3 separate regions of the Zea mays genome follow, and all the other regions are linked to region 1. A link is a contact called in public Hi-C data. All regions are on one chromosome and are shown on one strand. Each heading gives the region's core, a stretch centred on a gene start, on an enhancer-like site or on the middle of the called end of the contact. The rest is flanking DNA. Distances are from core to core; before and after follow the strand shown.

Region 1 (4,639 bases), core at 1,680-4,179:
TGACTCAGTGAGACAACTCTCACCACACCAGGCCTGCCCTTCCAATATGAAATTAACAGAAGTACGATATTACAAACTAGCAGATCATGAAGCTTTTTGAATGTGGTTACCTTTACTAACACTGAGACAGGAGAGAGAAGAAATATTCGGAGCATGGTTTTAAGGCAACAAGGCAAGCAACCTCCTTCGAGCCACCTAGGCAAATAAGATGCAAGATGCTCGCCTAGGTGATACCATACAAACATGTAATTTTACTAAAAAAAACTCTGAAAAATATCAGACCTTAACGTTGCTAACTCTTAGCATCAATACCATACTAGCATATAAAATCACATGACCAACATACCACTTTACTAAGCAAGTATAAAACAAAGCACAAGCACTCAAGCAGTATCATTCACCTTTTAGGCTAATTTAAGCAAACAACTAGCATGCAAGCATCTTAACTTCGTTAAGAAACAACGCATAGGGAGAGCAGGAGGAGCAGAGGCATACATGGTTCAATCTGAGCCTGGTGGGAAGGTAGCGTGAAGCTAGGAGCCAGTGAAGAGCAGGGTGGAGTTTGTGGTTAGACGCGGCAGAGCAGTCGTCCACTAATCCTCACCTTGGGTCCTGGCAGGTGTGGATGTGCATCCGGAATCAACTTATGGAGAGCACAGCCAGAACCACAATTGACTCATGGATGCACAGGAACACATCACATGGGGAATCGATGTGGGGACTTGCCATGAACGCACAGGGAAGAAACAGAATCCATAAGTCCCTCTCTCCCCACGCAGAAGGCAGAATGTACTGCATGGGAGTGATTTTCTTCCCACTTGAGTGCAAGGCCACTCTTTTCTTGCACGTGCAAGGCTCTTTCACGAATAAGGTGACTGTCCACAGCTCTTTGCCAAGGCCTGCATGCCTAAACAAGAATAGCGGGCGCCTAGGACAGCAAGGCAAACACTATGCACCCGCATAGCTAATCTGGACGCCTTTAAAATCATTGCTCAGAGACATATAACATTTTCCGTACGGCCTTGGAAAACATAAGGTTGAGTGGCCATGGCCAACTTTTCGTAGAGCCGTAGAGGTATGTCGATCTCATGATATGCCCTGCTTCTAGATGTATACTGACAAATCCTACTTGATTTCACCTGCCAAAACTTTGTTATTACGTATTTACATTTCTGGTTCAGCTAATCCTTTTGTTTCCAACTGTACATTAAAGTCGACAATCTCTTAATGTGTCATAGCAAACAGACAAAACTCAGATTATAACAATGAAAAATAGAAAAAACATAGGGGACCTTGAGTCTAATAATTACCTCCAAATCTCCTAGTTGAAGTGCCATAGATTGCAGCTCCAGGCAATGAACATGTGCCAAGCTGCGGCATTGTGGATGCAAAAAAAAGCCTACAGAGCCAATAAAATATTAAATACCCTGAAAAGCAGAGCACCTCACTGAATGCTTCAAAACGGAATATGCATCGCAGCCCATTACATAGTTCATAATACATTAAACCTTTTATTGTATTCGCTATCCAAAGTTAGGAAAACAGGATGATATTATCATAGCATTCCATATAAAAAGTACAATATATGCACATAATTTCTTTCTTTCGCTTGTCAGCTATCCACAACACAGGTTTACACATGTATTAGGTCCAAAATGTATCAGTTGGCGTGCAGCACGGCAAAACATAGCATACTATCCTACCATGTCACAACTTCACTTATTCAAACACAAAAATGATTTGAAACAAAAGAAATTCTTATATGAATTAATCATTTGGAAAGGGCAACAGGTACTAAAATTTCAAATAAATAACTGTACCAAGTTTCATTCGTCGGTCGGATCTGGTAAAGGAGTGTACACATGGAAGCCAGATAATTTTTGCGCAAAAAAGTCGAAGTTAGTAGCCATAATACATGATACGTCACTTTTAGGAGAGCCAATCAATCTCAAGACGACTTAATAACTTATGTTAGGGTTCAGCGTCTTCGGGCTCGGTTTCGCACAGCAGAAAGGGGATATAAGGCGTCGGGGGATCGGCGGCGGGGGTCATCGGCGCGGGAGTGGTGAGGGTGAAGCCCGGTGGGGGTCGACGAGAGCGCAGCTGCGTGGGGGAAATGGCTCCAGGAAGAGGTCCGAGGCCGTCGATGTAGGGGGCATCATCGCCGGCGATCGTGCTGATGCGTGGGGGCGCGACGGTCGCACTGGGGAGGAGCCAGCCGAGCAGCGCAGCTTGCGAAGTGGTGCGGCTCGGGGAGGCACGCTCGCGCCCGGACCGGCGGCAAGGCCGGCAGCAGTGCCCGCGGTCAGAGCAGCGATAGCGCTCGGGCCCAGATCGGTGGGGACGTCCGCGCCGGCGAGGGGAGGAAGATGCGCCATGGGAAGACCGGAGGCTGCTGCAGGGGAGCAGGGGCGCCGGCGTGAGGGGAAGAGGAACAGCCGCCGCCGACGTCAGGGGACGTCGGCGTAGAGGGGAGGGGGAACGGCGGCCGGCGGCTGTAGGGAGTTCGGTCGGGAAGGGGAGGGAGGGGGGCGCGCAGCCGGCGGCGGCGGCTGGACGGGGGGCGCGGAGGAGCCCGAGCGCGCCGGCTCGGGAAGGGGAGGGAGGGGGCGCACAGCCGGCGGCGCGGTGGAGCCCGAGCGCGCCGGTTCGGGGGAGAGACGGCAGCGCGGTGGCCGGCTGGGCGAGCAGGGAGGTGGCGGCGGCCAGGGGCTGGCGGCGGCTGGGGAGGTGGAAAAAAAAACTAACTGCTGGTCACTGAGCAGCTCGCCGGTCAGCGGATGGAGGAAGAGGAGAGCAGAGGGGAAGAGGAGAGTAGAGGGGAGAGGGGACTCACCGCGCTGAGCAGCTCGCCGGCCAGCGGGGTCAAGGAGGCGGCGCGGACGAGAAGGGCTTCTGAGGTGCCTTGTCCTGAGGACGGTATTGTCAGTCTGATTCCGAGGGATGAACCGGGACAGCATTCGAGTGATAATATTTTTTTTAGAGACGGTCTCGTCTGAACCTTCACACTCAATCAAACAGTCTAGTGTGTGGGATTGTTATGTCCCATCTCATCCTGACTCGTAACCAAACCCATCATCAGTGACCAGCAGTTAGTTCCTTCCTATCTGCTGAGGCGCGGTTAGTTCCTTTCCATCTGCTCTTTTCTTCCCCTCTGCTTTCCCTCTCATCCCCTCTGCTCGAGATTTTTGCCATTATAAAACACGACACGTTTAGCTTCGACGAAATAGAGACGTAGACGAAGGCTTGTATTTGGAGATCCACACAATGCACACACCAGTATGGACTCGAGCTCTCTCTTAGCCGTGATTAATGCTCCACCGTGAGGATCAGTCAGGTCAGCCACCGCTCCCGTCTTCAGCGTCGTTACAGTTAGTTGAGGTTGCCCCGCCGCAATGTCGTCTCGTGGTCCGCCGCCATCGCGGGGCTCACACAGTGGACCGGCCCCGCGATGCGCTCTCGCTGCTCCGCCGGATGCACCTCGTCGGGTGCCCGCCCAACGAGTTCGCGCTGGCGAGCGCGCTCGGCGCGATCTCGCTGGCACCCGTGGGCACCGGGCATGCGCGGCAGCTCTATGCGCTCTCGGTGCGGCTTGGCTTCGGCTCCAGCGTCTAACGCGTTTCTCGCAGGCAGCACGGGGTCATGCCTAACAATTACACATTTGCAACGGCAGCTAATGCCTGTGCGAGCCTCACCGATCTGGACGAAGGAAGGAAAGTTCGCGGGTATGTGATCAAGCTGGGAGACGACTCGGACGTTGGTGTCAACAACGCGCTCATCGACATGTATGCTAAATGCGGGTCAGTGGCCTGTGCTCACAAGGTGTTCCAGTCGATGCAGCAGCGGCCAGTCATCTCCTGGAATGGAAGAGCAGGATGCCATGGCCAGGCCCACATGAGATGTCTTTCACACGGACGTCATAGCAATTGCCAACCATGGAGACGCAATCGTCCCCTGCAGGGAAGCGTGAAGAACTGCTTTAGTCAAATACTAGCAGCAGCCACGAATATTCTTCAACAATAACGATACTAATTATAGATTTGGAAATTTGTATGATGCAATGAACACGCATCAGCATAAGCAGGCCAGCAGCGATTTTGGACTTCAATTGGTCCGATCAACTAGTCGCCGGCGGCGGCTTTGACGGTCTTACTGATGCCGTCGGTGTTGGGGCTGTCCGCCGGTGCCACCACCCGGAGGAAGCTGGCCTTCACGCAGGAGCAGCGCGTGAACGTCAGCTGGAACTTCGGGGATTGCCGGCAGGATGTGGCAGTCGGCGACAAGGCCCTCGCGGTCGAACGGCCCGTTGGCTAGCACCATCTCGATGCCCCCACCCGGCGGATCACGTCGCCCTTGGCGGCACGCGAGTTCACGCCGCGGTCGCACACCACGATCTTGCCGCGCACCGCGGCTGGGTCCAGCAAGCCGTCCAGGCACATCGACGCCGAGTAGCCGTCGGACACGGACGAGGCACCCCCGCTGCTCGCCCGGCGTACACCATTTCGTACAGCTTGCCGGACTCGAGCGCGCCGTGAGCCCGTCGAGTGTCGAGCGCGGACCTGACCTCCGCCACATTCAGGCGTCCCGAGCAGTAACGGCGCTGAAGACGGGAGCGATGGCCGACCTGACTGATCCTCGC
Region 2 (4,898 bases), core at 1,203-3,702, 300 kb after region 1:
CTTTCTTATAAGTTTTGTATTACTGATGTGTGACCATTGTTTATGTAGTAGTGAAACAAAGAGCGGATTGGAATCCAGACCTTGAGAGGTCTCTGGTTGACATTCTCCATGAATTTAAAGATAGTGGATATAGAGGTGACAATGGTTGGAACTCCGAAGGGTGGAATAGAATGGTCAAGGAGTTTCATGTGAGGAACAAGTATGTCTCCTTTACAAAGTCCCAAATTCAGGATAAAGAAGGTCAGCTGAAGAGAGACTACAAGATGCTCAAAGCAGCAAAGCAACAGAGTGGGTTCACCTGGAATGAGAAAAGGAATATGGTTGAAGGACCACCAGCTTTGTGGGAGAATCTCATGGTGGTAAGTTGATTTCTTGAAATTCAATTATCAAATTAGTTAGGTAGGATAACCTTATAATGATAATCTCATATTTGATCAATGTTTTTTTAATTGTGCAGACATTTCCTAAAATGAAGAAGTTTAACAACAACAAGGCAACCTTCCCGCTCTTTGATGCTTTGGGAGAGCTTTATGATGGTAAGTTTCCAAACATCATAAAGCTTACTGGATTTTCTACAAAACATCATAATCCTTATGGGTACAATGTCTGCAGATGAAAATTTGTTAGTAGTCGAGTGCTTTTTTAATGTAACTTCAGCACTAAAAGGAGACTTGGCTGAAGGGACTCGTGCTCTGGGTAGAGACATATTTTTGCTAAGTTTATATTTCTTTGTTATTGTGTAGGACACTTGGCTGAAGGGACTTGGAATTGCACTTCTCTTGAGGCACCGCAAGAGGAAGAACCGAATGAGCAACTTCAGGATGCAGAAGATAGACCACAAGGCTTTGATCTGAATGTTGTTCATGATGTAGATGATGAAGTTGATGATGCACTCACTGAAAGGAATGAAGATATGCTTCAAGGAAGGGCTAATACTCTGTCACGAGATGAAGAAAGTGGACAGCGAAGACCTGCTGCGTCAAGAAACAAGCAAGAAAAGGAACCAAAGAAGCCTGGAAAGAATGATAACATAGAAAATATGATGAACAAATACATATAAATGAGGAGCAAGCAAGTAGAAGATGAAGATGCAAGAGAAAAGGAAGCAAGAGAAAAGGAGACAAGAGAAAAGGAGGCAACTCAAAGTGAAGATTTCTCCATCAAAAGGTGCATATCAGTTCTGAATGCAATGGAAGAAGTGACCAAACTGGAGAAGGCAAAAGCATATTCAGTCTTCAACAAGAGCAAAGAGAATAGAGAGACTTTCATATGTGCATGTGAAGCGGATCAAGAATCAGCTTTGATTTGGCTAAGAAATGGGATGGCTTAGTAGGTATGATATTTGTGTCTTTACCTTCCACTCAACCATATTCACTTGGGCCTTTATCTTCCAATCTAATTGTTCCATTTGTTTGGACAGGTTTGGGTGATCAATCGGTGATGCTTAGCACATCTGGAGGTTTCTTATTTTGAATTGACATGCTTAGTTCTAAAGTGATGTTTCTTCTTAGCACATCTGTTCTATCTCTTAGCTGTTGAAAATGTTAGTCTATCAAGATTGTTCTTTGCGTTTGTTGGCAAGACTATAATTTGTTTGTTGCTTTGCTGTTTAAAACTATTTGGTTGGTGATGCTTAGCTGTTGCTTATGTTGAACATGTTGCTTTGTTGGTGCATTTAAAACCATTTGGCTCGTATACTTGAACAAGTATGTTGCTTTGTTTTACTGTTGTTGCAAAGTATGTTGCTTTGCTAGAACAGCAACCTTTCAACTTTTATCTGTTGCTGCTGGAAACCATGTCTGTTGCTGCCGAACAGGGCAAAATTGCTGAAGCTGGAAGCGTTTCAGTTAAATTACTTCTTAGGCTGGAAAGAGTGAAAGACCCGGATTCACTAAGGTAGTGTTTGGTTGAGGAGCCAAGTAGAATGGAGCCGTTCCATCCCTGATTCTAGGAATGGAGCCGCTCTGTTCTGTGTTTGGTAATCTGGAACGGAGCGATTCTGTTTTTTGTTTGGTTGCAGAGTGAACGGAACGGAGTGTGACTGTGAGAGTGGGATTGGAACGGAGCGGCTCCGTCCCATTGATTTTTTTGGAGCGGAATGATTCCGGATCTGAGGAGAATATTCCCTAATTGGAGTCATTCCGTTCTAGTTACTTTGTAACCAAACAACAACAAAACTGGGACAGAATGATTCCATTCTATTTGGCTCTTCAACCAAACACTACCTAAATCCTGGTCTGGAACAGTTACGGCTCTAGAATTGATCTCATGCTGCCGAACCGGCCCTAAACCTGACCTTATCGTTGCCTCGGACTACAGCCCGTGGCGGTGGGTCCACGCCACACCCACCCACACACGAGTCGACCCACCGCACCGGCGCCGGCTCGCCGAGCGGACTGATAAATTGTCCCCCGCTCCCGAGCTGAGTGGTCGTTCCGTAGAAGCTTTCGTGTACCCTTCCCATCCCCGCCGTTCTCTCTCTCTTTTCCCACTCTCCCACACTTCCTCCATTGTTCCCTTTTTCTCTCGCGGAGTAGCGGTGATCCAGACACCGAGTGTCCTACGCGTCACGGACCGTGCACATGGCGGCGGGGTCGATCCGGGTCACCATGGAGGTGGGCGCCGACGGCGTCGCGCTCATAACCATCGCCAACCCGCCCGTCAACGCGCTCCACCCCATCAGTAAGCAGCCGACCGACGCCTCCCTTCTTCCTCGGTGTTCAATTATGCCGTGATTTTCTTTTCGGTGGAGTTTCGTTTTTGCGGCCTAATGCCGTCGTGCTCCCCAACCTCACGTGCAGTCATCGCCGGGCTCAAGGACAAGTACGCGGAGGCCATGCGCCGTGACGACGTCAAGGCCATCGTGCTCACCGGTCAGATCTCTCATCTCTCCTCTTCACTATTTAATTTGGCCTTCTATCAGTAGTCCCGTATATTGGGGAGTCGGGATCGTGTCTCTACATATATATCGCCGTACAAGGGGATAATGATATTAGTTGTACCACCTTTTTTAATGTTTGGTGCCATCCACGTTTGATATGGATAGTTGTGGAACTGGAAACATTGCTTTCCTAGTTTTCTACTATTTCTTCTCACCCCAATCCATCTTGCTCAAGTAGGCAGAGATGGAACTCAAGTGGTGGAAGCAAGAAAACAGGGCCGATACTTCGACATAACACTAGTAAACTGAAAGTACCCTGACACGTTTTTAAGTTATTCGACATAACACACATTTTCACCTTTTTTTCTCTTGTTTAATTGGTAACTAATGTGGTCGTGCTGCCAAATCCGTACACTATACTGGTATATGAAAGAGCTGTTCTGTTTCTGATTCTTTTCATTGTCCTGGATTCTGAATTGCCTAGGTGCTGGAGGCAAGTTCTGTGGAGGATTTGATATCAACGTTTTCACAAAGGTTCACCAGACTGGTAACGAAATGCCTTTCACTTGTGCTGTTGTTAGCTCTATGCCAGGCTTTCTGCTTATGAGCTGTTTGCTCGTTACTTCACTTACACGTGCAATATTGGTTGCATGCAGGGGATGTATCACTTATGCCGGACGTATCTGTTGAGCTTGTGTCAAATATGATGGAAGGTAATGTTTTTTGCCACATCACTTGTATGTCACTATATCTTTTGGCATGCCATATCTTTTTGCATATGTTTTTGTTTCTACCAATATCACAATTCCTGGACCCATTTATTTGCAGAGGGAAAAAAACCTTCTGTTGCAGCCATTCAAGGTCTTGCATTGGGTGGTGGCCTAGAGTTGACTATGGTATGCAATTTCTGCCAGATGTTGCCAGAGCTGATTGTTAAGCTTGCTGCTAAACCTAGTCTAAATCCATTGTATCTGTAAATGACATGATCAGGGTTGTCATGCTCGGATATCTACTCCTGAAGCTCAACTTGGATTGCCAGAGCTAACCCTTGGCATCATCCCTGGATTTGGAGGTATGGATATATCTATGCCTGAACAGATAACTATTTCTACAGTTACCCTGCTTTGTATTGGACTCTATCATGTCTTGGATCTAACTGTGTTAACTTATTATCTAGGTACTCAGCGTTTGCCGAGGCTTGTAGGTCTACCCAAAGCGATTGAAATGATGCTGGTGAGCTATTGAGTTCATCTGTTTCTTGTATAAGTGAATTCTTCCTTTTAAATTGGTAAAAACCCATTAACTAAACTCTACAGCTTTTCCCCCATGAAATCAATCTTGATTTCAGTATATTATTTTAGGTTGTGACTATAAGCTATTGAACTGTATGGATGGTGTCTAGGGTAGGGAAGGGATGAAACAACCAGTAACAGCTTAGCCAATGAAAGTACTGGGCAGATGGGAGGTAGGCTTAAGGGGATTGTCAATGAGTAACAACGCTAGGGTACTAGAAAGAGAAAGAGGGAGCAAGGAGCAGGTAGGTGGTCATGTTGATCCTTGAAACCAGTGGGAGCCAGCACACGGACACTTAAGAGAGGTTTGGGCTGCAATATGCGTAATATCCTGTTTACTTTTCTGTGTGTTGCCTCACCAGCACACACCCACACGCTTTATATCTGCATTATGCACAAAAGTCCATTACAAATGTTCTAATTCTAACAACACTCCCCCTCAAGATGGGCAAAAGATATCAACCATGCCCATCTTGTTACATATTGACTCGTTCTCATTTGGGCCTAAACCTTTCGTGAGGCAATCAGCTAATTGATTACAAGATTTGATGTGCTCTAATCTTAATACCCCAATATCTATCTTCTCCTTGATAAAGAATTTGTCAATCTCCACATGCTTCGTGCGCTCAAACTGAACTGGATTGTTTGCAATATTTATTGCAGCAACATTATCACAGTGGAGTCTCATAGTTCCATTCCTCAACACTTTCAACTCCTCTAATAGA
Region 3 (4,354 bases), core at 1,513-4,012, 440 kb before region 1:
TCTGAAAGCAACACAGATAGTATGTGGAATGACAAGCACGTGTATCGGTGTATGCATGGCCTTTCTTGAATTGGGGTTGGGGGATTTGGACCATGGAGTGTTTTTTCTTTCTTTCCAAGCAATTGAATCATAGAGTGTCATAGGAACTAATAATCAATCAATAGGATACTACTTTATATGGTTTTTCCTTTTTTAACTAGTGGTAAAGTCAGCCTTTTATTCATAAGCAAGAATAGTCAAACTGCTAAAGAATCGTAAAAAAATAATAATTTACAACTAATTTATAGTGATATAGTCATGACCAGCAGACATATCCTCATTAGTAGGACAAGCAAACAGCTAAAAATGAAGGTGCATTCTAAAATAGGCAACATACAGAAACTGTGTTTTTAACATAGCAAGTAAATAGAAGTAGTGAGATGTAGACAAGAAATAGTTAGAATATTGCTAACTTTCTTTCTTTAAATGAGCTTGCAATTGGCTAAAGGACAACTACCTATCTCTTCTGATTCCACACCTTGGCACAGTCTCACAGTTTCATGTGGTATATTACTCTGCAACTGTAGTTAAAAATGACCTCAGTGCCATGACCATTCAATTAACAAGATTCACAAAAGGTACCAAAAAGAACTAATGATCCAGCTGAATCACAGAAAAGGGAATAAAAATTCAGTATTTACAGAAATTCTTCAATCAACGTTTGTAATGAATAAAGTAAATGAGGAAACAGGCATCCACTTAGAATCGATATTAATTCTTCAATTAACATTGGTGGTTTGGTGCTATATAAACATAGAGTTGCATGCATAATAAGCGTTGGACAGAAAATTAAATGCAAATTCCTCACTGGTTACTTTTGTTATAGTAACAAAACACTTTGTCCAGAAATAAGTAAAGCCTTAAATACTCTATCCATCAGTTGACAATGGACCTTATTGGCAGTTTGGTATAAATGAATAAGGTAATTGCTGCTTTCAAATTACAGTAAAACTGTTCTAAAATATCAAGGATAGCTCCCTGTAAACATTAGTAAGATAGATGTCGATATAAGGAAACGCAAGACTGTTTTGAGTATTCTGTCTAGTAGATGCCTACAGAGCTTTTTTCATTGGAGCGGAATCCTTTGAGCCCTGGAAAAGAATTTGGAACAGCTGGGCAGCCCCTAAGTGTAAGGTCTTTGTTTGGCTGGCCATAAACAACAAATGTTGGACAGCTGACAGACTCAAAAAAAGGGGGCTTGATTATCCTGAAAATTGTGTTCTATGTGATCAAGAAGATGAAACTGTGCAACATATTCTATCTAATTGCGTCTTCACAAGACAGTTTTGGCATAATGTTTTAACTCCAATTGGTCTCTCCTATGTGGTTCCTAAGAGAAGAGATTCAGATTTTGCTGAATGGTGGAGAAAGGCTTCAACTAGGATTCCTAAAAGCAAAAGAAAGGGGTTTAATAGTATGGTAATCCTTGGGGCTTGGAGTCTTTGGAAACAGAGAAATAGGTGTGTTTTTTACGGAGCTCGACCCTGCCTTTCTACCTTAGAGGATGGATTCAAAGATGAGATGAGACTGGTTTTCTGCAGGAGCCAAGAACATGCGCTCCCTTTTTGACCCTGGTTAGAGAAAGGAAAGTCTTGTAGCCTCTTGGTAGGCTGGGGTGGTGGTGTGTCGTGTGGCTGGTATGTGTCTGTGTTGTATGTGTTTGGTGTGTGTATATGTTTTTTATGTGAGTCTGGTGTGTTTTTTTGTGTGTTGTGTTCTGATTGTCCCAGACCTCAGGCTTTTTCCTCTACTTTAATATAATGATACGTAGCCCTCCTGCGTATTCGAGAAAAAAAAAGCAGTAGCACTGCATCGATATGGCATTACCATGTCTTCAGCAACCTCATCTGACTTGCTTGAGTGTTTTGTTGAACTGTTAGCCCTCCTAAAAAAAGAAGAAATAATCAAGTGAACATTATGTAATCAGTCCTCTTATCAAGTGTTTAAGTCACAATGATAACTTTGATTCTTGTGTTTTAATAATGGTCAACAAAAAGTATATACGTACTAAGGAATATATTCCCATAAAATGAAGTGGAAAGGGAGTACTAGTAATATGAAATGCCTATACTCAGATTAAGTTGAAAAAACTCTGCTAAAACTCAACGTTACATGAAGCTGAAACCCGCATTGTACTGACAAGTCAACACCAGACTCTCAAAGAATCAAGCTTCCATAAGAAAAACTGATAGCAACTCCTCCATGGGGATAACTCACCGCTGGCTGATTGGCAACCCATCACTACTCTGCTCCATGTCTGCTCTCGGATAAGAAGCTCCGATTCCACCACAAGCTGCGGCTGAAGCCTGGATAAAGCATGTGGATAGACATTAGAACGGTGAAACAGTACAGTAAGCGGTTGCAGTCAAATCGAACCCCAGTTTAACCCTTTCACTTTTGATTGATCACAGAAGAAGGAATCAATCCAGGTCCTGGCGGATCTGCATTCCGGTACCGGGGGGTGGAGCAGAGCAGAACTCGAGGTGGGCTTTATCGGTGCTGGAGCGAGACCGCGACCACCAGGCCGCCGGCGAGGCGAGGCGAGGCGAGGCGAGGCCGCGAAAAGAAAGGGAGACCGGATGGGAAGGGAGCAGGAGCAGGAGCAGGAGCAGGATGGTGTGAGAGAATACACGACTCCGATTCCAATGGCGAGGAGTTAAGAAACTCGCTCACGCGCCAACTGTTCCGTAGCACGAGTAAGTGGCGCCTCAGACTGTCTGCAAGTGGCACCTCACACTGTCTGCACGGATGCCTTCTAAAACATTCCCTATAGAATACTTTAAATTAAGAGACTGGTCCTCCTGCCTTTTATTTAAGGTTATATTTGGTTTATTTGACTAAAGGTAGTACTCCCTCCAGTACAGTAAAGGTAGTCGTTTAGGACATAATTGTGCATACCAAGGAGTAATTAATTATCATAGAGTTTTCCCTGTTTACCCCTATTAAATAGGGATATGGGTGCATTAATGTCACCAAAACAATTAGGCTTGATTGGTTGCTGCAGCAGCTCCAAGGCATTCTAGACTGGAGGTCTCAAGTTCAATTCCTCTTAAATGCATCTTTTTTTGTGCAATTACTAGGGGCAACAACATCCAAATCCCAGACCACGCTCGATCACGCGCAGGATGACTTCTTTTATTGCACCGGAGGGAGTATATTTTACATCAAATATGTAAATGTTAATTATGAGTATTAAATATAGTCTAATTATAAAACTTCACAGATGCAGAAACCGTGAGACTAAATTATTAAACTAATTAATCTATGATTAACAAATGTTTATTGTAGCATCATATAAGTGAATCATGAGCTGATTAGGTTTAATAGGTTCTTTTTGTCGTTTAATCATTTAATTAGTTTTGTAATTAAACTCGATTTAATATTTCTAACTATTATCTAAACATCTGGTATGATAGAGATTAAAGTTTAGTTACCTGATCCAAACATCCTTTAAATCTAGGGTGTTCTCTCTCTTTCACCCTAATTTTTTTACTCTAAACTACGAATTAAACACATAATTAATATGTGTATGATTTTAGACTATGACAAATACATATATAAAAAACCAATTTTAAATATATTAGAAATATGGTGTATTGTGTATATGGGGTGGATTTAGAAGCATTTAGAAGCAGTCGTTGTGGAAGCTAGATTTTAGGAGATGTAATCTTTTAGAAGGTAGTGAAAAGTGGGATTTAGAGGGATGATATAGAGGGAACCACTGTAGACAGTGTCAATCAGCTACGGGCTTGGACTTGTTTGATAGACTTCGATCAACTCTCGAAAAGTTACTTAAATGATCTTATATAAAATTTAGGGCCCGTTTGGCACAGCTCCAGCTCCTGATTCTAAGCGAGGATCTGGAGGAGCCGTGCCAAACGGGTATTTTTTTAAACTGATTCTCGTGTGGAGCCGAAAGATCGGGAGTCGTTTTTTGAAGAAAGGTGAGATCTAAAAAAAACCTGCTCCACCTCCCTTAAAACAGCTCCTCAACCAACCAAATATGGATCTCCCCTTAACATTTGATCGAAATTACCCGCAATTGCCATTGGACAAAAACATAACGAGTCCCTCCCGCAACCCTCCACGGCGCGCGTTCTCTGTCCCGTGGTACCTTCCTGTCGCTGAAGGGAGCGGCGGCTAGGGTTTCGACGCAGTTTCGCCGTCCTCCAGCGAGAGCTCTTCTCCTCGTCTGTGGTTCCCAGGTACGTGCGTCTTCTACCATGGTGCTTGTCTGCTCTGCTCTGGCGCAACCCAGCGTTCTGCTCCGCTCTGCTCATCCCAGCCGATCTGCTTCGGATCGATTCCGTTCCGT

Evidence for each region. Hi-C and Micro-C count contacts between places; a contact is called where the count stands out from the background.
Region 2: a contact with region 1 is called in a Hi-C map of leaf, with 4 times the contacts expected there. The contact joins the promoter of LOC100281695 here to the promoter of LOC100304071 in region 1. A contact is called at or near these places in 2 of 25 Hi-C or Micro-C datasets (ear and leaf).
Region 3: a Hi-C map of ear shows a contact between it and region 1, with 2.2 times the contacts expected there. The contact joins the promoter of LOC103626929 here to the promoter of LOC100304071 in region 1. A contact is called at or near these places in 3 of 25 Hi-C or Micro-C datasets (ear, root tip and tassel).

Annotation. Positions count from the first base shown.
Region 1 is chr5:137,544,974-137,549,612 of Zm-B73-REFERENCE-NAM-5.0, reverse strand. LOC100304071 reads right to left here and starts at 2,929. Exons shown (of 5, transcript NM_001291608.1): 1 at 2,837-2,929; 2 at 1,311-1,399. The coding sequence starts at 1,380.
Region 2 is chr5:137,245,202-137,250,099 of Zm-B73-REFERENCE-NAM-5.0, reverse strand. It overlaps LOC100281695, which reads left to right and starts at 2,452. Exons shown (of 18, transcript NM_001368081.1): 1 at 2,452-2,682; 2 at 2,802-2,873; 3 at 3,366-3,428; 4 at 3,538-3,594; 5 at 3,710-3,777; 6 at 3,872-3,953; 7 at 4,059-4,114. The coding sequence starts at 2,583. It overlaps LOC109939776, which reads left to right. Exons shown (of 4, transcript XM_020538100.1): 2 at 52-359; 3 at 458-536; 4 at 744-1,060. The coding sequence ends at 1,060.
Region 3 is chr5:137,985,317-137,989,670 of Zm-B73-REFERENCE-NAM-5.0, reverse strand. LOC103626929 (transcription factor MYB3R-5) reads right to left here and starts at 2,762. Exons shown (of 15, transcript XM_008647287.4): 1 at 2,495-2,762; 2 at 2,257-2,345; 3 at 1,867-1,924; 4 at 497-560. The coding sequence starts at 2,294. LOC103626928 (L10-interacting MYB domain-containing protein-like) reads left to right here and starts at 4,090. Exons shown (of 3, transcript XM_008647279.4): 1 at 4,090-4,244.